4 separate regions of the Sus scrofa genome follow, and regions 1, 2 and 4 are each linked to region 3. Evidence: chromatin contacts called from public HiChIP or PLAC-seq and promoter capture Hi-C data. All regions are on one chromosome and are shown on one strand. The core of a region is the stretch at or near the end of the contact, and the rest is flanking DNA. Distances in the headings are between cores, read along the strand shown.

Region 1 (2,886 bases), core at 155-2,654, 150 kb before region 3:
GAAGGAATTTAGTAGTAGGCACTTGATTTTTTTGAGCGAATGACTGCTGTTTTCTACATATATGACTTGATGCAAGTAACTAAATTTCTCTGTGCTGTTTTTTCACCTAGAAAATGGAAACATTAATTTATGTATTTATAGAACTGCTGTAAGGACTAAATGAAATACTTCACACAAAGTATCCAGGACAACACACGGCACGTACAAAGGGCTAAGTCAAACCAAGTCATCGTAACAACCCAGGAAACCTCAAAAACCTTCCAAAAAGGTTTCATCTGGACTTGGTTTGAATCACTTTTAACTTTTCACAAGATGTCTTCTTCTGGAATTTCCCTGCGGTGCAGTGGATTAAGGATCTGATGTTGTCACTGCAGTAGCTCAGGTCGATGCTGTGGTGAGGGTTCAGTTTCTGGCCCAGTAATCCCCACGTGCCACAGGGGCAGCCCCCCCCCCAAAAGGCTTTTTTCTTCAGCTAATAGTTTAAACAGCTGAGACAGTAATCCTTCCCTTCTGAGACTTTGAGATGGACCATGAAAAAGGCCTGGTTTAATAGGCTATATACCACCCTCCCTTTGAGAGTTAGTAACTTGACTCCAAACCTGGACTATCAAGACGTAGTCTTAAACAGGTGCCCGGCAAAGCTGTTCTGAGACATTCAAAAGGGTGCCAATCCCTAGAAGTACCCAGCTAGCCAGACAAACTGTAGACTCACCTGTGTGCATATCATAGTCGCCCGGGTAAGCATAGGGATCATAAGCAGTCTGTTAACGAAAGAGACAAACAAGACCGTCACCAATTCGTGAATCCAAAATGCTCCTCCTGGGTTCTAAGGATACAAAGGGGGTAAGACGCAGTCCCTGCCTTGGAGGAACTCACATCCCTATGAGAAAAGGGAGAATAAACAGACAACGACAATACCGCGTTGCAGCTGCAATGAGATACAGCAAAGCACAGAAGCTGTGGGAATCGACGAGGTTTGGCAGGACTAAGGCCAGGGCCTAAGAAATCAGAGTTCAATTACAGAAACACAGAACCCTATGACCAGCCTCCGTTCTTGGGCTTCGGAAAGAAAAGGAAAAGAAAACGAGACACGCGAGGTGGGCGGGCTGAGACCAGGCTGATGAGGAGCCGGGAGGGTAGGGTGGCAGCAGTGAGAGCAGTGCTGGCAGAGAGGCCGGCTGGGGCTGGTCGCGGCCCACGGGGGCTCCTAGAGACCCAGACACTGTCCCCCCGCGGGGCCCAACACCCAAAGAGCCCTGTCCATGTTGCGGCGCCCAGAACACGCCTAGGGGCAGCTTACCTCCGACTCATAATCATCAGCGGGATAAGACATGGCTGCGGCGCTCCGAGGCCCAGGAGGAAAGAGCGGAAAAAGCGCACCTCGCCTGCGTCTGGACGCCGGAAGTCCAGCCCATCTCGAGTTGGCTGGGAAACCAGAAGCTCTTCCGGGGCCTTCGGCAACCTGAGGCAGCCATGCTGGGAAGGGCGAATGAGATTAAACACATTATTCCTCTATCTTCAAATAGAGACTCTACAAAGAAGATGACTCAATAGTACTTGAAAACATTCAGAAATAAGGACATGAAATATTTCAGCGTAATAAAGGTTGGGCAAAGTAAGAGAAGCTACAAAATGATGCCACACAAAAGATGGCTGACAGCTCCCGCGGGCGGACCTCTCGCGTGAAGGGAAATTCCGACATGGGGTGGGGGGGGGCTGAATGTGGATTTAGGTGTTAAGCGAGTTGCCTGTAGCGAAAAATGTCTTCAAACGTTTCGACCTCAACAATATAAAGTTACTGGATGTAAAAGTTGAGACTTGGGCGTTGAGAGGGCGTTGAGAAAAGGCGCTTCCCAACTTTGGACATTAAGGTTGCAACAGGCAAAGGTGAAGCCAGCTGCGGTGTGAGGCCGTTGTCGTGGGACCTACCCACGCTTACAGCATGAACTCTCACGCTGTGGGTGGAGTTGGACTCCTGGGGATGACCTAGAGTTAGGGACCGGGTTGTAAAACAAAGCGATACAAGCCAATATGTGGGTCCAGAGCCTTAGGTTAGCCATTTAGAATGGCAATGCCTGGCCCCAGCTTCTCATGTCGCATTTTTGCTTTGAGTTTACTCCTTTGTCTGTAAACCGAGCGGTGATACCATCGTAGGACTAAGCTAAAAGGCTCATGGAGTCCCCGGGACTCTTCGTTGGCTCAAGGAGAGTGCTAATATAGTTACAGGGTTTTTGTGAAATTTGCAAAAGTAATATTTCTACTGCAATTCCTTAGAACCGTTTTCTATTTCAATTTCTCCTGTCACACTTAACCCCTGTGTCTAGTGGCGTTTGGGATTTCAGAGACATTCCTACTGGGAACATTTGAGTTTAGTAAGATATGCTTATGTGATACTCTTCTGGGAATAGTTACTGCCTTCAGTGTATAAGATACAGCTACCACGGGCTGTGGATCAATGGGTGTCTTCAATGAAATATGTATTTAAGGTTAATCAGGGCACTAGAAAGGTTGAAATTAACTGAAAACTTACAGTTAATATAGGAAAAAAGTTTGATACTGGTTGCCCTCAACTTTGACAACTCTCAAAATGTTCATGGCATTACTAAAAAAAGAATTGTGAAGTCAGGAGGAATTTTTCCAAATTATCAATAATAAAATTTTGTGGGAATATAAATTGGTGCAACCACTGTGGAAAACAGTATGAAGATTCCTCAGAAAGCTAAATATAGAATTACCATTTGATCCAGCAATCCACTCCTGGGCATCTATCCAGAGAAAACCATGACTTGAAAAGATACATGAACTCCAATGTTCACTGCAGCACTATATACCATAGCCAAGACATGGAAGCAGCCTAAATATCCATGGACAGAGGAGTGGATAAAG
Region 2 (2,700 bases), core at 92-2,591, 190 kb before region 3:
ACTCCAGACGCTGCCAGGCTCCGGGTGGGGGTGGGGCGGGGAGCCCTGTCTGAGAGGCTGTCCACAGATGGGCCAGGACCATGACTCTCGTGTCTAATCTGCAGATGAGACGGAGGTACAAGGAATGGCAGGCGCCAGATTAACTTGCACTCGGTGTTTGATGAATGAGTGAATGAGTGAGTAAGTGAATGAATGAATGAATGAATGAATGGAAGAGGTTCCAGGGCCCAGTGGCAGAGGAAGTCAACCGCTCTAGGGTCTGAATAAATTGTCCCATGGAGCCTCACTGGGCAGCCAGGGGCAAGAAGGGGCCCATTTCACACCCTGGAGCAGCCCCTCAGGGCTGCCTGTCCGTTGGACCTTAGGAGTCGGCTCTCAGCCTCCCTGCGCAAGGGTGGACGGGAGTGTGCTAAGACACACACCCGCAGAGGCAAGTCTGTGTTCTACTAAGGGAAGGGTTATAGCCACTCATCCGACCTCTGCTAACCTTGGGTCTCCTCTGTGCCAGGCACTGTGCTAGTGCCCTGAGGCAAGATGGGGGAATCAGAGAGCTAGGGCTCACTGTTCTCTGAGCCAGGGGGCCCCACAGAGGGAACACGGCCTCAAGGCCTCACGGGGAGTTGGGGGGTGCTGATCAGGGTGCCTGTTGGAGAGTCCAGTGCCAGGAAGGCTCGGGATCCCTGAGGAGGGCTCGGTGTCCCCTCAAAGAGTCAAGGTTCTGGGGGCCTCGGGCTCCGGTCCGGAGCCCTGTGGGGCGGGGCTCGGACCGGGCCCTGGGACCGGCATGCGGGGCGGGCTCAGGGACCCAGGGGGCGGGATCCAAAGGCCAAATGGGGGAGGGGCGCCCTGGGTGGAGGGGTCTCAGCGTCCCGCGAGGCGCCGGGGGCCCGCGGGAGGGTCGGCGTCTGGGTCTCCGGGGGCGGCGCCTGCCGCCGCCCGGGCTCCGCGTCACTGAGGGGGGCGGGGGTCCCCAGCTCCAGCCCGCGCCGCCCTGCGCCCCGGCCGCCCTCCCTCCCGGCACTCACAGCAGGTCGGGCCGGTGCCGGTGCAGGATGGCGCAGAAGGCCAGGCCGTCCCGGAAGGAGCTGCTCAGGTCGCGGATGTCCACGCCGCGGTAGCCCTCGCACTGGCGGCGGCACCAGGCCAGCAGCGCGCCCCGCGGCCCCGCCATGAGCCGCGCGGGGCTGGGACCCGGCTCCGGGCTCGGCCGGGACGGGGCTTCACCCTGGGGCTGGTTTCCGGCTGCAGCTGCGGCTCCGGCGAGGCCTTGCCCGGCGCCTCTCCGAGCTCCGGGCGCGACCCGCAGGCGACCGGCGCGGGGCGGGGAGGAGGCGGGGCTGCGGCCTCGGAGTCCTCGCACGGGCTCCTGCGCTGGGTCCCGGCTCGGCTGCCTGCTGCCCGCCCGGCCCTGCCCGGACCTGCCCGAGCAGCCGCCGCCCGCGTGGCCCGGCCCGGCCGGCCGCCGCCTACTCACCGCCGCCCGCTCCCCTGGCTGTGGGCCGGCCGCGGGCGCGGGCGTCCCGCTGGTCTTGGTCCCCGCCCGCCGCCGCCGCCGCCGCCGCCACGGCGGGGGAGCGGGGAGGGGGCGGGGCCTGGCGCCCCACCCAGCGGCGGCCCCGCCCCCCAGAGCCGACCCCCGCCTCGCCCGCCCAGCACCCCACCGCCCCTCTCCGCGGCGATCCCGTTCACCCCCTCCCCACCGTGGACCCTCAAAGAACTCTGGGATGTCCCCGAACCCCTCACTCAGCGCCAACGAGCCCCTCCCCACAATGACTTCCTCCCCCTCCACCACGCTGCCCACCGGGAATTCTCCTTTTGCTGCCATCCTGAGTGCTTCCCTCTCTTTGACCCAAGGACCTGCAAATCCCCCACGCTCCCCTGGCCTGAAACTTTGGGGAGGCGCTCCCCCGGACTCAGGCCAGTCCGGCAGTTCCCCTGCGGACCCCAAAACACCCCCAGATGACCTCTAGCTTCCCTCATCCTGTCTCACTGCTCCAGAACCCCCCTGACCTCAAGGTCTCTCCCCCGCGCCGGGAATCTGACAGGGAGGCGCCAAGCTCCCACCCCACCCCAGCACTGTCAGTCCAGGTGTCCCCTCAGGGATGTATCTCGCTGATCAAGAGTCCTGCCGAGTTCTCCTCACCCCCTGTGTTGGCTCGAGGATCTCCCCCCTCCCCACGGGGCATCCTGATTAGAGTGGTGGTGGCTTGGGTTCCCACGGCAAGGACCTATAGGAAGCATTGGGTGCCTGATCTTGGAATCTCTCCAGCCTCATTCTCCTGCTCCGCCATTAAGACCTGGGTCAGCCACCCTCCCCAGGGGCCTCGCCTGATCTCCAGGAGATGAATCAGCTTCCACTAGGCTGCCGTGGCGGTGACATCACTCTGAGCAGTGCAAGAGTCGGCTGGGATGAGTCTGTCATACCACCCCCCAAAGAAAGGAGCAGGGTCCTAGTCGTCTCTGTCAGCCTTCAGCCCTCAGAGGAGTGGAAAGAGCAGGGGGTTGGGAGTCATATGGACCCAGCTTCCAAGCCTGGCTTTTCCCACTCACTCAGCTCTGCGATCTTGTGCCTCCATGAACCTCAGTTTCCAAGTCTTTTTTTTTTTCTTTTTTTTTTTTTATGGTTTTAAGGGTTCCCTGGCAGCTCAGCAGGTTCAGGATCTGGCGTTGTCACTGCTGCTGCTCCAGTCACCGCCGTGG
Region 3 (2,700 bases), core at 62-2,561:
AAAACAGACAGAACACTGAAAACCGACTCTAATGGATAAAATAAAAATCATTTTAAAAAAAGAAAAATCACAAGCAAGTCAGGATACAAGAAAAGAAAGTCTTGCTCCAGGAATGGGGGATGGGGAGGAGCCCATACCGCACTCACTAGGTGCCTGGCATCATTCCAAAAATGTACAGGTGTTAACTTGTCCAATCCTCACAGCAACCTGTGTAGTAGTAGGTATCCCATTTTACAGATGGGAGACACAGAGGCACAGAGAATGTAAGCTTAGGCAAAGAGAGGGAGATGCTGCCTCTCTCCTCTCTCCTCTCCAGAGCTCTCAGCTGCCAGCAACAGGGCCAGGTAGTGGGTACAGGGTGTGGGCCTCTGGAACAGGTAAGGGTCCCTTCTTTGCTGGTAAACTCCACTACCCAGTGAATTAAGCCACCTCTTAAGCCCTTGAGGGCTTTCAAGGCCACCCGCAACCAAACCTCTATAAAATCTCCATTGGACCAAGACCCCACTTCCCCAGGGCCCTCCTCCTGGGCACAACTATAGGTCGTGTTGATGCCATCCTGAGTTTCCAGATGATGCCCCAGGATTTCCCTCTCTCCCCCTATCTGATCGCAGCCCCTTCTCATTTCTCTAGAGCTGACTGCCCTAGGTTTTTCGCTGACCCACCACCATAAGCCCATGTAGCACTCTGAGTGGGGACGCTGATAGTCTGGACGCTGACGCTTAGGGGTCCAACTCAGGGGTCCCAAGACCTGACGCGCACAATCCAAAAGAGTTTAGTAATCGCCTGGTAAATAAATGAATGTAAGCCACTCATTTCATTCACTCATCATTCATAAATAGCTGAGTCTACTGCGTGCGGGGCCGCCGGCCTGGGTGGGGAAGATCAAAGCTGTCGCTCCAAGAACCCAGCTCCCCGCTCTCCGGCCGCGCAAATGGCAGCGCTGGCTGGTAGAGAAGCTGAGAAAAGAAGCGAGGGCGAGGCGGGGCGGGCGATTCCATTCCTCAGGGATGGGGGCCCAGGGCAACCGCTTCCTTCCGCGAGGGAGTTCCACACCTTGAAGAGAGGGCGGGACCGGAAGGGCCCTCCGCGGGAGCGTGGGCCGGCGGCCCTGGCCTTGGCCGGCGGCCCCAACGGGCTCTAGTCGAGCCTTAGCACTCACCGTCGCTTCTCCTCGTCGAAGCTCAGAATGAGCCGCGGCCGCCGGCTATCGCCATCTCGCTTCTTCTTCTTGTTTCGGCCCATAGCGGTAAGGCCTCGGCGGCGCGGCTCCCGCTCACCTGAGACACTTCCGGGTGTAGCACTTCCGGCGTCCCGGACTTGCCCCACAGCCGCGCTCAGTAGTTCCGCCCCGCTCACCAGACCCCGCCTTTTAAAGGGGCCGCCCAGCCTGTCTCCCCCGCACCTCCCTTCCGCGCATTAGAGGCAAAAATCCTTACCCCCTCGGCTGCTACAGCACTCATCCTACTCTTAGACTAGCAGCGGTGAGAGCGAGGCCCTAAAGTCCCAGCGCCTAGCACTGTGTCTCTCAGAGTGTTCAATACAGAGTTATTGGCGAATGGCCAAAGATTGCTGATTTTTTTTTTTCCTGGTCGCACTCTAGCATGTGAAAATTCCCGGGCCAGGGATCGAACCCTTCCTTGCCAAAGTAGCGACCTGAGCCGCTGCAGTGACAACGTGGGAAGCACCAGAGGTTGGAGGAGCTCAGGGGTGGCTCCTCCAGTGGAGGGATTCCCAGAGGAAGTGACCCCAGAACAGTTCGAGAGTGGGGATAACCCACTCTTAGGACCCATTGCTCTTCTTGGACAAGTGACTGGAGCCCAGAGAGAAGGTAAGCACACATATATTAAGTGCCTACTGTATGCCAGGTATACAAAGAAGGCAACTGTTATCTCAGAGAGGGGACGTGACTTGTCTAGAGTTACACTGCTGTTCTGTGGTAAAGCGAGACTTGACCTGGGTCACTGGCCTCATGGCCCAGCATCCTGGACCGCTAGCCTGAGGAATCACTCTCCCAGTAGCCAGCACACCCCATTGCCCTATGATAAATTTTGAAAGGAGCCATAGGCACACTGTCGGTGCAGCTCTCCATGAATGTTGAATCCATTTCACAAGGGTCCACTACCTGGCAGATTCTTTTGTGGGCGCTGAGAGTTTTCTTCAAATCAAGGGCACAGCAGGAGGCTGCCTGAATGATGGGGCTACAGGGTGATTAACTGACCCTCTGCTGCCCCCTAGTGGCCATGCCCCATGCCCTCCTTGGCACCCTCCCCCTAGGCAGAGCATTGTCCTGGCTGCAGTGATGCCCCCGACAGGAATGTCTCTTTTTGGGTTTTGGCTTGTTTTTGTTTTTATGACCACACCTGTGGCATATAGAAATTCCCAGGCAAGGGGTCTAATTGGAGCTGCCGGCCTACACCACAGCCACAACACCAGATCTGCGCCTCATCTGCGACTTACACCGAAGCCTGCAGCAATGCCAGATCCTTAACCCACTGAGTGAGGCCAGGGGTTGAGTCTACATCCTCATGGACACCATGTCGGGTTCTTAACTCTCTGAGCCACAACGGGAACTCCGATTATCTCTTTTTGTTACAGAACACAGGTTTGGCTGCTCGCTGCTCATAAGCCAATAATTTGAGAGGCAAATGTCAGTAGAAAGGCAAATCAGAAAGCTGGCAGTCTGGGGAGATGGTGGACTTG
Region 4 (2,928 bases), core at 121-2,620, 230 kb before region 3:
TTTCCAATTCTTCTCCTCACATTCTGTCATCATCTCACTCCCAAAGACTTTCAGCTCCTTGGCTCCACCAAAACCACTCCTTTCAAGTTCATCAATGATTTGCACGTTGCTAAATCCACTGGTCTATTCTTGTTCTCATTTAGCCTGATCTGTCAGGTGGCACACCGAATCACTCCCTCTCACTCAAAACACTCTCCACTGGAGTTCCCGCTGCGGCGCAACAGGACTGGCAGCATCTCTGGAGCACTGGGACACAGGTTCGAGCCCTGGCCCGGCACAGTGGGTTAAGGATCCAGCACTGCTGCAGCTGTGCCATAGGTCACAACTGTGGCTCGGACCTGATCCCAGGCCCAGGAACTCCAGATGCCACAAGGGCGACCAAGAAAGAAAGAAAGAAAAGGACACCTCGCGGTCTTGGTGTTCCCCCGCCTCACAGTGGCTCTTTCTCAGCTTCTCTTCCCTCCAGGCACTCCACAGTTAGGATGCTCTGACGCTCATTCATCTCCTCTTCTCTACTGACCACCCACCCCCCTGCCGCCTCCCCATGATCGCCCCCTCTCTTAGCTTTGACTAATACTCTTATGCTAAAGACGCCTCTATTTTTGTCTCTCCTCCACACATTCAGGGAATCTTTCCGGTTCTAGCTTCAAAATAAACCCAGAAATCAAAACCACTTCTCACTACCTCTACTACGATTACCTAGTACAAGTCACTCCTTTTTTTTTCCTGGATTACCGCAAGCCTCCCAGACTTTTACCACCTCAAGTCTCCCCAGACCCTCCGCTGGGTTTCTTTTACATACTTCGTGCAATTCACACGACCCCTGCAGTATCCGTCTGTGGGCCTGTCCCCTTTTCTAGAAAGGGCCCCCTACCTGAAGAGCAGGAGCTATGCCTAATTCACCTCAGTAATTCCAAATCAAGAGACAGAGCCCGACTCCGTGAAAGTTTGTGGAAAGATACCACGTTCACTGATTCTCTCCGGATCCTCAAACTGGGGCTTTTCTTGGCCCAGCCTGTGACCAGGTCTAAGCTCCTGGTCCCCCCGCCTTTCCCTTCTTCAGCTCCGCGGGCCCCTCAATACCCCCAGTCCCCTCACGCATTGCCCCTCGGTTAACGGCTCCTTAACCTCCTTTGACCAGGCTCGGCAAAGCTCACTTTGCTCCCGCACTCACTTGTCCTCGTTGTCAGACATGACGCCCGCGCCGCAGCTCCCTGGTTCTGCGCTAAGAGTCGCGCGGAGACCCGCAAACTGCGCGCCTCCGCCACGAGCTGCGCCACGCGCACTCTGCGCCTGCGCTGTGACCTAGAGGCAATTGCTTCCGGGAGGATCGGCAGGGCGATAGTGCGCACGCGCCGAGAAGCTAGAGCTTGTTACCATGGTAGCCAGAGTGTATAACCAGAGCTTGAGCAGCGGAGATCTCAAAAGCATTCCTGCAGGGCTCCGGCGCGGGTGCTCCTTCAGAGCCTAGCGGCCACTCTCAGTGGGCACCCAGCCGGAGTCTTACCTAAGAGTGAGGTTTCCGTTTGGGTCTATCACACAACGGGCAAGGTTACCCTAACGCCCCTTTCCTCCAGAGGTGGCTTCCCTGCCACAGGCGCCGGGTCTGGATGAGGTCTCTGTTCGCATGTGTGTATCTGCCAGTGGATCTGTTCCGGGTGGGAGGATTGGGCACTGTCGCGATATTGATGGGCGGCGTCACGATTCTCTTGCGGGCCCCGCCCCCGCCAGACCCAAACTTTGGGTGGTGTTGGGGATGCGGAAGCAGAGGTTGTATATGGGAGACAGGGGGTGTGTCGTCGCGTTTTTCCCTCCTCAGAGCCCTCCCATGGCTTCCCAGGAGAGGGTGGAGACTGTGACCAAAGGAACTGGCTTCTGGCGCTGCCCCAAGCCGGCCGCTTACACCCCAAGAACCTGCGAGCTGCTCAGAGGTCAGTGGTGGTCGGGCGGGGCGGGGCGGTGGTGTCAGTGCATGAAAGGACAAAAGGAGAGCGGTAGTCACTGTTAACCTCTGTAACTCAGTTCTCACCTGCATGACTTATGGCTTGCAATTGCTGTTTTCATTTTTCAGATAAGAAGCCTGGGGTTCAGGAAAGTTTGGGGGTCCTGCAACTCGAAAGTGGCCAAAAGTCAAAGAACTCACGAATTTTAGAGTAGTTAACTGCTATGCATCCCTTATATCACACTTTTTTTTTTTTGGTTATTCTTTTTTTTTGTAATTGTTATTTCCCCAATACAATTTTTTTTTTCCTACTGTACAGCATGGTGACCCAGTGACACATACTATATCACACTTTCAATTTCTCCAGAGAAGCCTTATTTCCTCCCCACCCACCACCAACACAGTGCAACCAACCGTTAGGTGCCCACACACTCCCAGTGCCTTTTCCTTCACTGGGCTTAGCGTAACCTGTAGTCAGATACCTTGTGTGTCCCTATGAATTCATGTTGAATTAACATCCATCTGCCCTTCTAGTTCATGAACTCCCATCAGGACACGGTGCCTGTTTTGGCTCGCAATTGTAACTCCAGCCCCTGGCACATGCTTAATGACTGCTTGTTCATTCACTCAACAACAACAAAAAAAGATTTTAAGCCCACTGTGAGCTTTTAGACATTGTTCCAGTTGCTGATGATACAGCAGTAAAAAAAAAAAAAAAAAAAGAAAAAGAAAAAAAAATCTTGTGGAGTTCCCTTCGTGGCTCGTGGAAACAAATCTGACTAGCATCCATAAGGACGCAGATTCCATCCCTGGCCTCACTCAGTGGGTTAAGGAGCCAGCATTGCCATGAGCTGTGGTGTAGGTCGCAGACATGGTCGGATCTGGCATTCCTGTGGCTGTGGTGTAGACCAATGGCTACAACTCCGATTCAACCTCTAGCCTGAGAACTTCCATTTGCAGCAGGTGTGGCCCTAAAAAGGCAAAAC

The links. Promoter capture Hi-C pulls out the DNA fragments that hold promoters and counts their contacts. HiChIP or PLAC-seq counts read pairs in DNA pulled down with a chosen protein or histone mark.
Region 1: a contact with region 3 is called in a promoter capture Hi-C map of liver, with 7 times the contacts expected there. The contact joins the promoter of EIF3L here to the promoter of NOL12 in region 3. A contact is called at or near these places in 2 of 5 promoter capture datasets (fetal liver and liver), 2 of 47 Hi-C or Micro-C datasets (embryonic fibroblasts and liver) and 2 of 2 datasets of contacts at active chromatin or transcription factors (alveolar macrophages and skeletal muscle).
Region 2: a contact with region 3 is called in an H3K27ac HiChIP or PLAC-seq map of alveolar macrophages. The contact joins the promoter of MICALL1 here to the promoter of NOL12 in region 3. A contact is called at or near these places in 1 of 47 Hi-C or Micro-C datasets (embryonic fibroblasts) and 1 of 2 datasets of contacts at active chromatin or transcription factors (alveolar macrophages).
Region 4: a contact with region 3 is called in an H3K27ac HiChIP or PLAC-seq map of alveolar macrophages. The contact joins the promoter of C5H22orf23 here to the promoter of NOL12 in region 3. A contact is called at or near these places in 2 of 5 promoter capture datasets (fetal liver and liver), 5 of 47 Hi-C or Micro-C datasets (alveolar macrophages, embryonic fibroblasts, fetal liver and 2 more) and 1 of 2 datasets of contacts at active chromatin or transcription factors (alveolar macrophages).

What each region holds. Positions count from the first base shown.
Region 1 is chr5:9,994,661-9,997,546 of Sscrofa11.1, forward strand. EIF3L (eukaryotic translation initiation factor 3 subunit L) reads right to left here and starts at 1,405. Exons shown (of 13, transcript NM_001244086.1): 1 at 1,301-1,405; 2 at 713-761. The coding sequence starts at 1,333.
Region 2 is chr5:9,955,657-9,958,356 of Sscrofa11.1, forward strand. MICALL1 (MICAL-like protein 1) reads right to left here and starts at 1,342. Exons shown (of 16, transcript XM_021091499.1): 1 at 1,026-1,342. The coding sequence starts at 1,171.
Region 3 is chr5:10,142,845-10,145,544 of Sscrofa11.1, forward strand. It overlaps NOL12 (nucleolar protein 12), which reads right to left and starts at 1,312. Exons shown (of 6, transcript XM_003481552.4): 1 at 1,160-1,312. The coding sequence starts at 1,242.
Region 4 is chr5:9,916,416-9,919,343 of Sscrofa11.1, forward strand. It overlaps C5H22orf23 (UPF0193 protein EVG1), which reads left to right and starts at 1,371. Exons shown (of 7, transcript XM_003481544.4): 1 at 1,371-1,629; 2 at 1,820-1,931. The coding sequence starts at 1,829. It overlaps POLR2F (DNA-directed RNA polymerases I, II, and III subunit RPABC2), which reads right to left and starts at 1,306. Exons shown (of 5, transcript XM_003481541.3): 1 at 1,175-1,306. The coding sequence starts at 1,194.